2 separate regions of the Mus musculus genome follow, and region 2 is linked to region 1. Evidence: chromatin contacts called from public HiChIP or PLAC-seq data. All regions are on one chromosome and are shown on one strand. Each heading gives the region's core, a stretch centred on a gene start, on an enhancer-like site or on the middle of the called end of the contact. The rest is flanking DNA. Distances are from core to core; before and after follow the strand shown.

The links. HiChIP or PLAC-seq counts read pairs in DNA pulled down with a chosen protein or histone mark.
Region 2: a contact with region 1 is called in an H3K27ac HiChIP or PLAC-seq map of the HPC-7 cell line, with 5 times the contacts expected there. The contact joins two enhancer-like sites. A contact is called at or near these places in 11 of 39 promoter capture datasets (the 3T3-L1 cell line, 3T3-L1-derived adipocytes, the HPC-7 cell line and 8 more), 1 of 15 datasets of contacts at CTCF or cohesin (the G1E-ER4 cell line), 15 of 484 Hi-C or Micro-C datasets (3T3-L1-derived adipocytes, the G1E-ER4 cell line, the HL-1 cell line and 8 more) and 8 of 115 datasets of contacts at active chromatin or transcription factors (the HPC-7 cell line, bone marrow-derived macrophages, cardiomyocytes and 5 more).

Annotation. Positions count from the first base shown.
Region 1 is chr12:32,041,723-32,047,025 of GRCm38.p6, forward strand. The region is part of intron 1 of Prkar2b (protein kinase, cAMP dependent regulatory, type II beta); the gene reads right to left. Among named protein-coding and RNA genes, the nearest start is that of Prkar2b, 17 kb to the right of the region's middle. Within about 2 kb of position 2,934, at least 92 of the 459 cell types and tissues checked have an H3K27ac peak or open chromatin away from gene starts, as enhancers often do. A contact at or near this core is called in the HPC-7 cell line, where this site is marked.
Region 2 is chr12:32,111,682-32,116,918 of GRCm38.p6, forward strand. It overlaps 5430401H09Rik (a long non-coding RNA gene), which reads right to left. Exons shown (of 7, transcript XR_872651.3): 2 at 4,272-4,339; 3 at 924-1,294. Gm51991 (a long non-coding RNA gene) reads left to right here. Exons shown (of 2, transcript XR_003950223.1): 2 at 4,246-4,802. Among named protein-coding and RNA genes, the nearest start is that of Gm51991, 3.4 kb to the left of the region's middle. Within about 2 kb of position 2,955, at least 4 of the 459 cell types and tissues checked have an H3K27ac peak or open chromatin away from gene starts, as enhancers often do. A contact at or near this core is called in the HPC-7 cell line, where this site is marked.

The DNA of each region.
Region 1 (5,303 bases), core at 1,684-4,183:
CCGAGAGATGCTGAGGAGACACAAAGGAAGAAGAGGGCCAGGCCTGAAGGAGAGGTAACCAGCACATGCTAGACAGAATCGTTTAAATGGGTTAAATAAGGTATGAGCTAGTCAAGGAACAGCCAAAGCTCAGGCAGGCATTTATTAATAAATATTTAGTCACAGAATCATCAACCTGGGACCCAAGGCTGGGGAAGGAAAAACGGGTTATTATGGTGTGTGCGTGTGTGTGTGTGTGTGTGTGTGTGTGTGTGTGTGTGTGTGTGTGTGCAGAAAGAGAATATCTCCAGAATATTCTCACATAACAAAACCAACTACAGCATGTGAGTATACGTACCCAGGGGTGTGCAGGGGTGAGCTACAGGTGGCTCTAGGGTGTCACCTATGGCAGGCCCTTGACTCCATCTCTAGGTCACTCTGAGATGGGGTAGAGGCCAGGTGCCCAGACAGTTTGGCATGATACTGGCACTTGAGGGCATGGCCCTACGGGGAGGTCTATAATTTTTAACATACATGTCTTTAGAAAACAACCCACCCCATTACTGCCATGCCATTTATGGTATGTGGGTAACCAGAACAATCCATTTGGCCAGACTCTACACATGGCATTCATGTTCATAAGAGTTTCATACAGATGGGAAAATCTATAACTATGTTAAGACTTTTTCCTCACATGCTAAAGCACATAGCTACTAAAGCACCACAAATTACATTCCTTTGTTTATCTTTGACAGTCTTTGTAGAGACTGTATCTACTTCTAAACTGTGAGCATGTAAGAGCCACACAATGATGATTCTCACCACTTGACAATAAATGGGGCCTAAGAATGGTCAGTAAACAAGACAAGTGATGTTAACAGGGCAGGCGGCTTTCAGTAGTCAAGGCTGCACATACCATGCCTGACCATCAAAAACACTCCAATAGACATCCATATCCCCCATGCCCTCTCTAAGAGTCAAAAGAAACACAAGTATCTCCTATATATATTTATAGTGAATTAAGACGTCATGCTTACTCTAGAGTTTTAATCTAGCTAGCAACAAAGGGAAGAAGATCTGAAGTCAGTGTGATCTAGCCAAGCAATGCCGTACATGTTCTCGGTACATGTAACTTACACGGTGCTGTGTGTGCCAGGAAGTGAGGCAGGAGGAAGGCAGGAGTGCAAATACACACAGAAGTCATGTACGGCTAGAAAGGAAGGGGTGGGGAAGCACACACGAAAAGGGGGTCCTTGGCCCGTGGCTGCCCCATGAGCCACTTCCATGAAGTCTGATGAACCTACAAAATATGAACAATAAGTACTGCTCTGCTTTCCGAGGATTTCATCAAGTTGTATCTTTTGACAGTGCTTGTCAACTATAAACTCTCACCAACGACAAGGGACTAATACTTGTTGTAACTAATACTACCATTTCTAAAGTATACAAAAGTGAACAGCAATACAGAGTCTCAAAAGTAAACAAACACGGGACTAAGGAGATTGATGGCTCACAGTGTAAGCACGCCTGCTGCTGCACAAGTCTGAGGACTTTGGTTCAAATCCCCAACCCCTAGCACTTTGGAAACAGAAGTTTACTAGGGCTTGCTAGTTACAAGCCTAGGTTTGGGCCCAGTGAGAGACCTTGCCTCAAAAGAATGTGGCAGAGAGAACTGGAGGACGCCCATCTGTTGGGATTATCTTCTTGTGAACTGTGTAAAGGTTCTTTGTATTGCTCAAATGTTGATTTCTGTACCAGCAGAGACCTGAATACTGTCCGAACTTTGGTACTGCTATTTTTTTCTGAGCCACTGCCTGTCTAGGTGTTTTTATAAACTCTTCTCTGTCACCGTCTGATTGTTTTCATAAAGAGCTGACAACCTATAACAGGGCAGGAAAGGAAAGGAGAGACATTCAGGCAGAGACAGGAACTGTGGGAAAAATTGAAAGGCATGGGATTTGCCAGCCAGACACAGGGAAAGTCAGATGTACAGGGACTGAAGGAGAAGTAACGGGCCACGTGGCAAACGTGGATTAATATAAACGGGTTATTAAGTTATAGTAGCTAGCTGGGAACAAGCCTAAGCTATAATGCCTATGTTTTCATAAATAATAAAAAGTCTCCAGGTCATTCATTATTGGGAGCTGGAGCATCAGAAACACTCCAACCATACCCATCTTCTGGCCTCACACACACACCACATATACAAAATTAACAAATGAAGATGTCTAGTGTGTGACAAATTGAGTTTTCTCAGTCTTGGTTTCCATTTTCAGTTGTTCTTTGTTCAATAAATATTCTGTGGATGCACATACATGTGTGTGTGTGTGTCACACACACAAATTCATAGAATACAGAGAGGAAGGAAGAGGAGGAGCAAAGAGGAAGGAGAGAGAGGAGATAAATGATTTAGATAATATAAAATACTAGAAAGAAAAACAGAGGAAACACACTGTCTACCTGTGAGACAGGTGTGATTTAAGAATATATGAAATGCCTTACATTTTGGAAAAGGTAAGTCCTCAGAGGATTCCCAGAGAAAACAGCAGACTATTTGTGTACGTGCTTTCTCCCAGAACCCATCCTGAGAAACACTGTGAGCCTTGTGCCACACTAGGGCCATCCTTATGCTTGTGTAACAGAGCCTATCACTGACACACTAGACACACTAGACACACTAAACTCCCTTTAGCTCTTGGACTCCCAGGAGACCAGAACTATAACTGACTCAAGTCCTCCTCCAATCTGGAGTATCCTTAGGAGCAAAAGTCCTCACCCTGAGGTAAACTGAAGAAGTCCCTCCATTCCCAGGAGAGAGACCAGCCTTCTACAGCTGCCTAAGTAACTCTGTCCACAGAAACGGCTACATTTCACTCTCTGTACCCAAGGTTACCCTGGCTGAGTTAACACACACTGGTGGATAAGCTGAAAAGTACACAGAGCAAGCCTGTTTGCTTCTGCCTAATTCCTGCCACATGGGTGGACACAGGCACTGGCATTCCAGCAGTCTCTGCCCGGAGGGCTGAACTAGGTCTACTCATATTTCCATACAATTGCTTCCAGAGCTCACCACACTTAGAAGAAAAATAGGTGAAAGAAGAATTCAGAGAAGGCTGAAAAGCAAGATAGTTCACAAAATAGAAGCCATCAGTTAAAAGCAGGAAGCAATGAGACCGATTTTCAAAATGCATAGACACTGTCTTCATTTCTGAGCATGTTGCTGTAAGAGACATTCCAAGCTAAACAAATATGAACTGGGTTGTGGTCTGTGGTCACATGCACACACACACACACACACACACACACACACACACACACACACACACACACACAAACGTGCACACGCCACACACAAACAAAAGGCCACTTCATTTGTACTAGAATTACATTAGATAAATGTGCCTTTTGCAGAAAAGTGTTCATATGCCCTGGAGTAAAATATCTCCAACCCTATTAGAATCCATAAAACAATTAGCATCTCTGTCTTCATATTAGTTGCTTTTTTGTTGTTGCTTTAGAAATAGAAACTTTTTTTAGTCTGTTAGCTGCCTAAATAAAAGATTGAGAAAATTGTAAATTAAAATGCATAAACTAATTATTTTTGACAGAATACTCAGTTCAGAATAAATTAACTTATGCCTGTTTCAAAAATTATATAAAGGAAAATTTACTCTTGAACCAAGAAAGAACTAAAATTTTAAAAGTTCAACAGCAAACAAGCAAGTAAATGACCCCAAAACATAAATATTTCACCATTTAGCAAAGAATACATATACTTTGCATGTGTTTAATTCTTGGTCCTGAAAATATAATTTATTTTCCATAATCCTATGCAAAGCCGGTGGGTCTCCAAGATGCTCATTACAGTCCCACACGCCCTTGCACTGGCCTCCAGCGGGGAGCGCCAGAGCAGAATCACAACTGGAGGGCCTTCAAACCCTAACTGCTTGGCCCTAAGCGACATGGATTATAAACCACGTACCTCAGAGTACATCTTGGCCTTAGTTGGGCTGTGTGAGAGGTGGGCATCTGAGGGCCGTGGCTTTCTTTTTGCTGACACAGCAAGAGGGACATAGAGCAGGTGTGCATCTAACCTACTCACATGGATTGTCGATGGAGGTAGGACAGGGTCAAATACGGGTGCTTAGCTTCTAGAACGTTCCAACGTGAATGATCACCAAAACACATACAATTTTGTTCTACTTATTAAACCAAATACCTCCAAATATACCCGACATTTTAAAATATCACTATAGAACGCAAAAAAAAAAACAAAAAAAACAAAAAACAAAACAAAACCTAACTAGAAATCACTTTTTGCTTAGGAGTGAACAGGATTCTCTTTTAATTTACAAGGACGTTGCCAACACTGTTCTCTTACACAACAAGGAAGGAAGCACAGTTGCAGCTACAGGAGTCCCAACACGACTAACCTTATAAAACCACACAGAGGCAAGACGGGGACAAAGGCCAAGTGAAGAATGTTTCCAAACTCTCTCCAGATTTAAATACCCTCTACTCGGGAAAGAGACACTGTCCAAACTACAGAAATCCAGCCCCTGCCTTTCTCCATACTGAGCCCTCTACCAAAGCTGGACAGAGCAGGCAGGACACGGTGAGGTCAACAGGGAAGGGCAGAGGCAGAGACCCATGCAGTCTGGGAGAGCTAATAACCCAGACCAATTCCAGAAGTTCAGAGTTCAAATAGCCTCATACCTAAGGTTCCCACAAAGGCCATGTTAAAAAATACAAAAGCTTTGAAATGAATTCAGCGCACAAACCAGTAGGGCTATGACAATGGCCTCCTCCTAAAGGTAGTCAGAGAACATCCTCAAACAATGAAGATGTCGCTGCCGCTCCAGCCTTAAACCAAGGAAGCCTTTCAACTGCTCCATCACAGCACACCATGTCACCTCCTCCAGAGCAAACAGCTAGCTAAAGGCCTCTGGCATCCTGTGCTGTCTTCTTCTTCACACTAACTCCTCAGCTTGTCCCTGGTCAGTGTGGTTACCAATCCCTAGCACATATGCATACACGTTAGAAAGAGTAAATCTAGATGAACTGTGCTGATGAAAAAGTATGGACAGGAGGTGCTCCCTGAGAGGTGATGCTCCCTGAGAGGAGGTGCTCCCTGAGAGGAGATGCTCCCTGAGAGGAGATGCTCCCTGAGAGGAGGTGCTCCCTGAGAGGAGGTGCTCCCTGAGAGGAGGTGCTCCCTGAGAGGAGGTGCTCCCTGAGAGGAGATGCTCCCTGAGAGGAGATGCTCCCTGAGAGGAGATGCTCCCTGAGAGGTGCTCCTTGAGAGGAGGTGCTCCCTGAGAGGT
Region 2 (5,237 bases), core at 1,705-4,204, 70 kb after region 1:
TTTTCATGGACAGTAACCTAAAGCCCTCACTTCCTCATTCCTAGCTAAGCCTCTGCTCCAGCCCTGTGCCTTCCCCTTACCTCCCTGATTTCCCTTATGAGGAAACATTTACCCCAGCTTTCCCTTCCACTTCTCTTTTACGTCTTTACAGTTGATACTCTTGTTCTGCCTTTCCTTCAGATCTCAATCTCCAGTCATTTGCAAAATATGCTTCCATTTTGCACGGCTGTTACAGACTTACACTCTTGAACTTGCTAGCTGGTTTTTTTTTTTTTTTTTTTTTTGTACAAAAGACACTGGTCTGTTGTGTTTTATATTCTAAACGTTTCCTGGTGACATATTTTGCTCCAATGGTTTATTGATCTTTCAGGACTGGCTGATTCATGCATCAAGTCAAAGTATCAGTCCAAAAATGAAAAGCACAGCAAGTATTTAATTTATCTTCCATGTGCCAGCAAGGCTCTCTCACTCGTCTCCTCATTCAAGCATCAGGCCAGGTACTTTATCTAGGCCTGTTACATTTCCATAGCCATCTAAAGGGACGTTGTAACACTCTTTCTTACATTACAATTCCAGATTAAGGGGCTGGAGAGATGGCCCAGCTGTTAAAGGCTAGGCTCACAACAACTCCAGATTAATAAAGGCAGGAGTGAAGAATATAGAACAGTCAGCATTAGGCAGACGCTATAATAATAATTATTGCAGGTGAGAACTAATTGAATGCTAACTTAGCTAAAACATGCTAAATTGGAACTAATATGAATGCTCAAAGTGCTGGATGAATTATAACAAGAAATACACACATATATTATTTATAATGTGCGCGCGCGCGCGCACGCACACACACACACACACACACACACACACACACACACACACACACACATTTTTGTGATTTAAGAGACTCTCCCCAAGATCCTTACCCATTGCAAAGGGAGAAAAACGGGTAACTTTTGCACTATGGAAACCCAGAGAACATCTCCTTAACCTAGCAACCAAGGTTAACAGCATCACTATTAATAACATTAGCATTAGGTAATCATAATCCGATTCACCCAGGAGTGTAGAGTTTCCCTTCTGTGGTGTTCTTGGCAAGAAAACGTGCAGCTTCCATTTAGTCATGAAAAGACCATCATGTAAACTCGGATTGAAGGATCTCCCACAATAACATTGACCTTGACCAGCACTCTTCACAAGTTCCAAGGTCAGGAAGGGCCAGGAAAGGCCAAAGGAATGCTGCAGACTGGAGACAGTAAAGAGACAGATCCAGGCGAGTGTGACCCTGGACTGAATACTGGACACAAAAGACAATAGAGGGCAGTTGGTCAAATTTGGGAAGAGTACTCGTTTGATGCTTGCTCTCACACTCAAATCACTGCACTGCATGCTGTCTAGGGTATGACTTAAGCTTCAGGGTTTTTAAAAATGATGCTTCCTAATGTGTGAGATTTAAGAGAAGATATAACTACATAGTACAGGAGGGAAGAGCCATCTATCAACGGTGAGAGTAGCTTCAGCCGTGGGAGTAGCCTCAGCTTGTCTCACTAGCCTTCTGTATTAAATCTTTAAGATTGCTGCCTAGGAAGGTACCTGCATTATCTCGAGCTTCTAAGACATAAGGCAAGCTGATAAGAGAAGGGCCAGATGTAGTCTGTGCTGTGTCTACCTCCCTGGCCAAGCCCCGAGTCTGCTGTGCTGACCTGCTTCCTTCAGGCTTTGACGGCCTCTCTCTCTCTCACCTGAACATGCACTATGGATTCTGCTTGCTGCCCTCAGGCCCTGCTGCTGTAGGAGTCCACTGTGTGATTGTACACAGCCCAGAGGTATAGAGTTGACCACATTCCTCAGCTTAGCCCCTTAGCAAGCAGCTCAGATTGGCTCTGCCACTCCTCAGAAACCCAGGCAGCATGCAGTACCAGTTGTGTTTGACAATACCAGCTGAGTTATATGTAACCTTGTTTTTTTTTTCTCCTTCCTTTCTTTTTTCACTTGCCCTGTCTTCCCACTCCTGGAACCATATTCACGAAGATAAATTACTTGTTCATCATTCCCCAAACTCATTTAAACAGAACTCAGGCTAAGATGCCTTTAATGAGAGCAATAAAACCACATAGAGTTAGGGCTAGCAAGGAAATCCAGGGAATTTCCTTTTGAGAGCATACGAGAGTTGCAGTTCTTTGGTCTCTGTCTCTGTTAGTCACCTTTCTATAGTTATAGCAAAGCACCAAAGGCTTCCTTAAGCTCATAGCTTATAGGTCCTGATACAGCAGAGTTGAGTAAAACTGGTCACTTCATGGTTAGGGAGTGAAACAGAGGAAAGAGAGGGGTCCACAGTCTCTCCAACCCGGTTAAGGAATGACCCTGGCTATCAAAGACCTCCCATGAGGTTCTAACACAGAAATGTCCCAGATGCGAACTCCAGTACCATCTCTCCTTTCTTTTCTTTTATTAACTTAATTTATTAAAAAAAAAGAGAGATATCGAGTTTCATTAGGTAGCCCAGACTGACCTCAAGCTCTCAATCCTCCTCTTATTTTTCTTTCTCCTCCTCCTCTCCCTCCTTCTCCTCCTCCTCTCCCTCCTCCTCCTCTCCCTCCTCCTCCTCTCCCCCTCCTCCTCCTCCTCCTCTTTTTGGCCTGTGCTCCCTTATTCTTCATCCTCCCCCCACTTTCCTTCTTTGGTGGTTCCATTTACAGCTAACGGTTCACTCTCAGCACCTTGGCTGAAGTCAGAAGAAACCAGTGCTGTTTGAACAGTCTTCCTGCTCTGCTTAAACCAACGTTGTCCACTGGGCAGTGGTGTCTGCTGTTGCTCTTACTGCATCCTGCAGATTTAGCCTGTTATGACCTTCTGACCTAGCTACACCTGCTATCAAATTTCCTGTCTGTCTTCCTTGCCTTGTACCTCTTGTTCTTCCCAACATCTCCACACATTGCATCAGCCTTCTGTAGCATGAAGCAGCAGTGCCGTGAAGCAGGAGGGTGACAGATCAGTGAAACAGTTCCAGAGGGCTATCTCACTTGTCCCAGGTGACAAGGATCCAGCTGTTTGTTTGGTAAACATTTACTATGTGTCAATCACATGCTATACATTCTTCTGGGTGCTGGGTAAATATCAGTGTATAAAATCGAGGAGACTAGACATATGGCTTATATAGTCCAGGGAAAGGCAATTTAGTAACAGAGGCCAGACAGGAGTACTACATCCCTTCTAATATACAGGTTAAGGAGCTAGAGAGATAGCTCAGCAGTTACAAGCACTAGCTGCATTTGCAGAGTACTAGGGTTCAACAAGTCTCAGCACTCAACACTCAGCACTTACAACCATCTGTAACTCCAGTCCCAGAGGTTTGGATGGCTTCTTCTGGCCTCTATGGGTATTCCATGTAGGTGGTATACAAACATACATTCAGGTAAAACACTGACGTACAAATTAGGCATTCTTGGTTGGAAATATGAAATCCAAACACTGCAAAGTCTGAAAGTCTTTGACCACTGACCTGATACTATAAATAGAAAGTCTTTTATTTGATTTAATGTGGCTACAGTCAAAGTGCAGGTGCACAAATGTTATTCTAGAAAATTACTTTCAGTCAATGTGTGTACATGTGTAGGAGTTACAAATGAACTGAGTGTTTAGACTTGGGCTGCATCTCCAAGATTTCTCATTATGTATATGCAAATCCAAAACAACTTTACATTCAAAATGCTAGTGCCCCCAAGCATTTTGGGTAAGGGCTACTCTCTGCAATGTCCCTGTAACTTGTTTCCTTAATAAGGCAGACAGGGCACCCATTCTCTTCACTAATAACCTTTGTTATTAATTTCTGGTTCATGATTAACATTTATTTTTGAGACTCACATGCACACGTGTGGTCCTAGCATTGAGGATGCTGAGGAAGGGGATCACTCAAGCTCAAGGCCATTGCAGGCTGTATAGCAAGACCCTGACTCAAAACAATAAAATAGGGCTGAGAGGTGGCTCAGTGGTAGTTAAGAGTACATGCTGCTCTTTGAGGGGACCTACATCTAGTTCCTCCTCTCACATCAGGCAGGTCCTAGGAACCCAATGTTCTTCCTCATCTCTGTGGGCACCTGCACACGTGCATGTAGATATACAAATATACATAGAGTTGCGTACATCTTATAAATGTCAAATGAATACATGCAATACATAAATTGTATCTTTGACCCACTTCCCTCTCTTGAGGGACACTTGAATACTCTGCTGGTTTGTCTTTGACAGGATTTGGAATCCCCTCGCTGATGTACCTCTGGATTTATCTGAGAAGGAAACACTTATTCTGAATGTAGGTGACATCATCCCATGCTCTGGATCCCTGGAGTGAATACAGAAGAAATCAAGTAGAGTATTAGCATTTGTCTACCTTCAGATGCAGCGCGTCCAGCTATATCGGGCTCCCACGGCTACACCTAGAGCTGCTCTCATTGCCTTGTGTCCTCTGTCCTCCTTCAGACTGCGGGCCAGTGCAAACCTTTCCTTCCTTAAGTACTGTTGCCAGGTGTCTCATGGAAGAAACAAGAGAAGTGACTGACATAGATACTTATACATAGTTTCCACTTGGGTTTGTGAAGGCTAACTACCCTTTCCTGTCTTGGCTGGAACCATGCAGCCTGAAGGACAGGAGGTGGCCCCTGGGACATATACTCACTCTGAGCTATGGCTTGTAACCATTGACAGCAAGAGTGTGATAGAATCTTCCTTACTTCTCCTCATGCCTTGAAAAGGAAGTGAAAGTTGAACTACTTTTTCTAGTTTAACATAAACTCTCTTTGAATTCACCATTTTTAATTTATATTGGGGGATTTGGGTGGATCTAAGTCCAATTTAACTCTTCTACCAGAAGCATAAGCCAGAACATCTCCATTTTCCTTTGTTGTTTGAGGCAGGGTCTTGCTATGTAGTGCTGGCTGACCTCAAACTTACTATGTAGACAAGCCTGGCCTAGAACTTGGGGCAAGTCTCCTGCTGCTACCTCCCAAATGCTGGGATTACTTACAGGTACAAAGTATTATGTCTGACTTCCATTTGTTGTACTTGAATGGTAGAGCACTGACTTACATTTTATCAAGGTTCCTCATATTTCCTCATAACCCTTGTTTTCTTTCTTGCTATGGTACATGTACCAGCTACCAAAGCTCATCTGAGGGCTCTAAGAGCTGTTCTATTTGGAAAACAGGGGCCTCAAAGAAGTTATCTCTAGGGATCATTTGCTT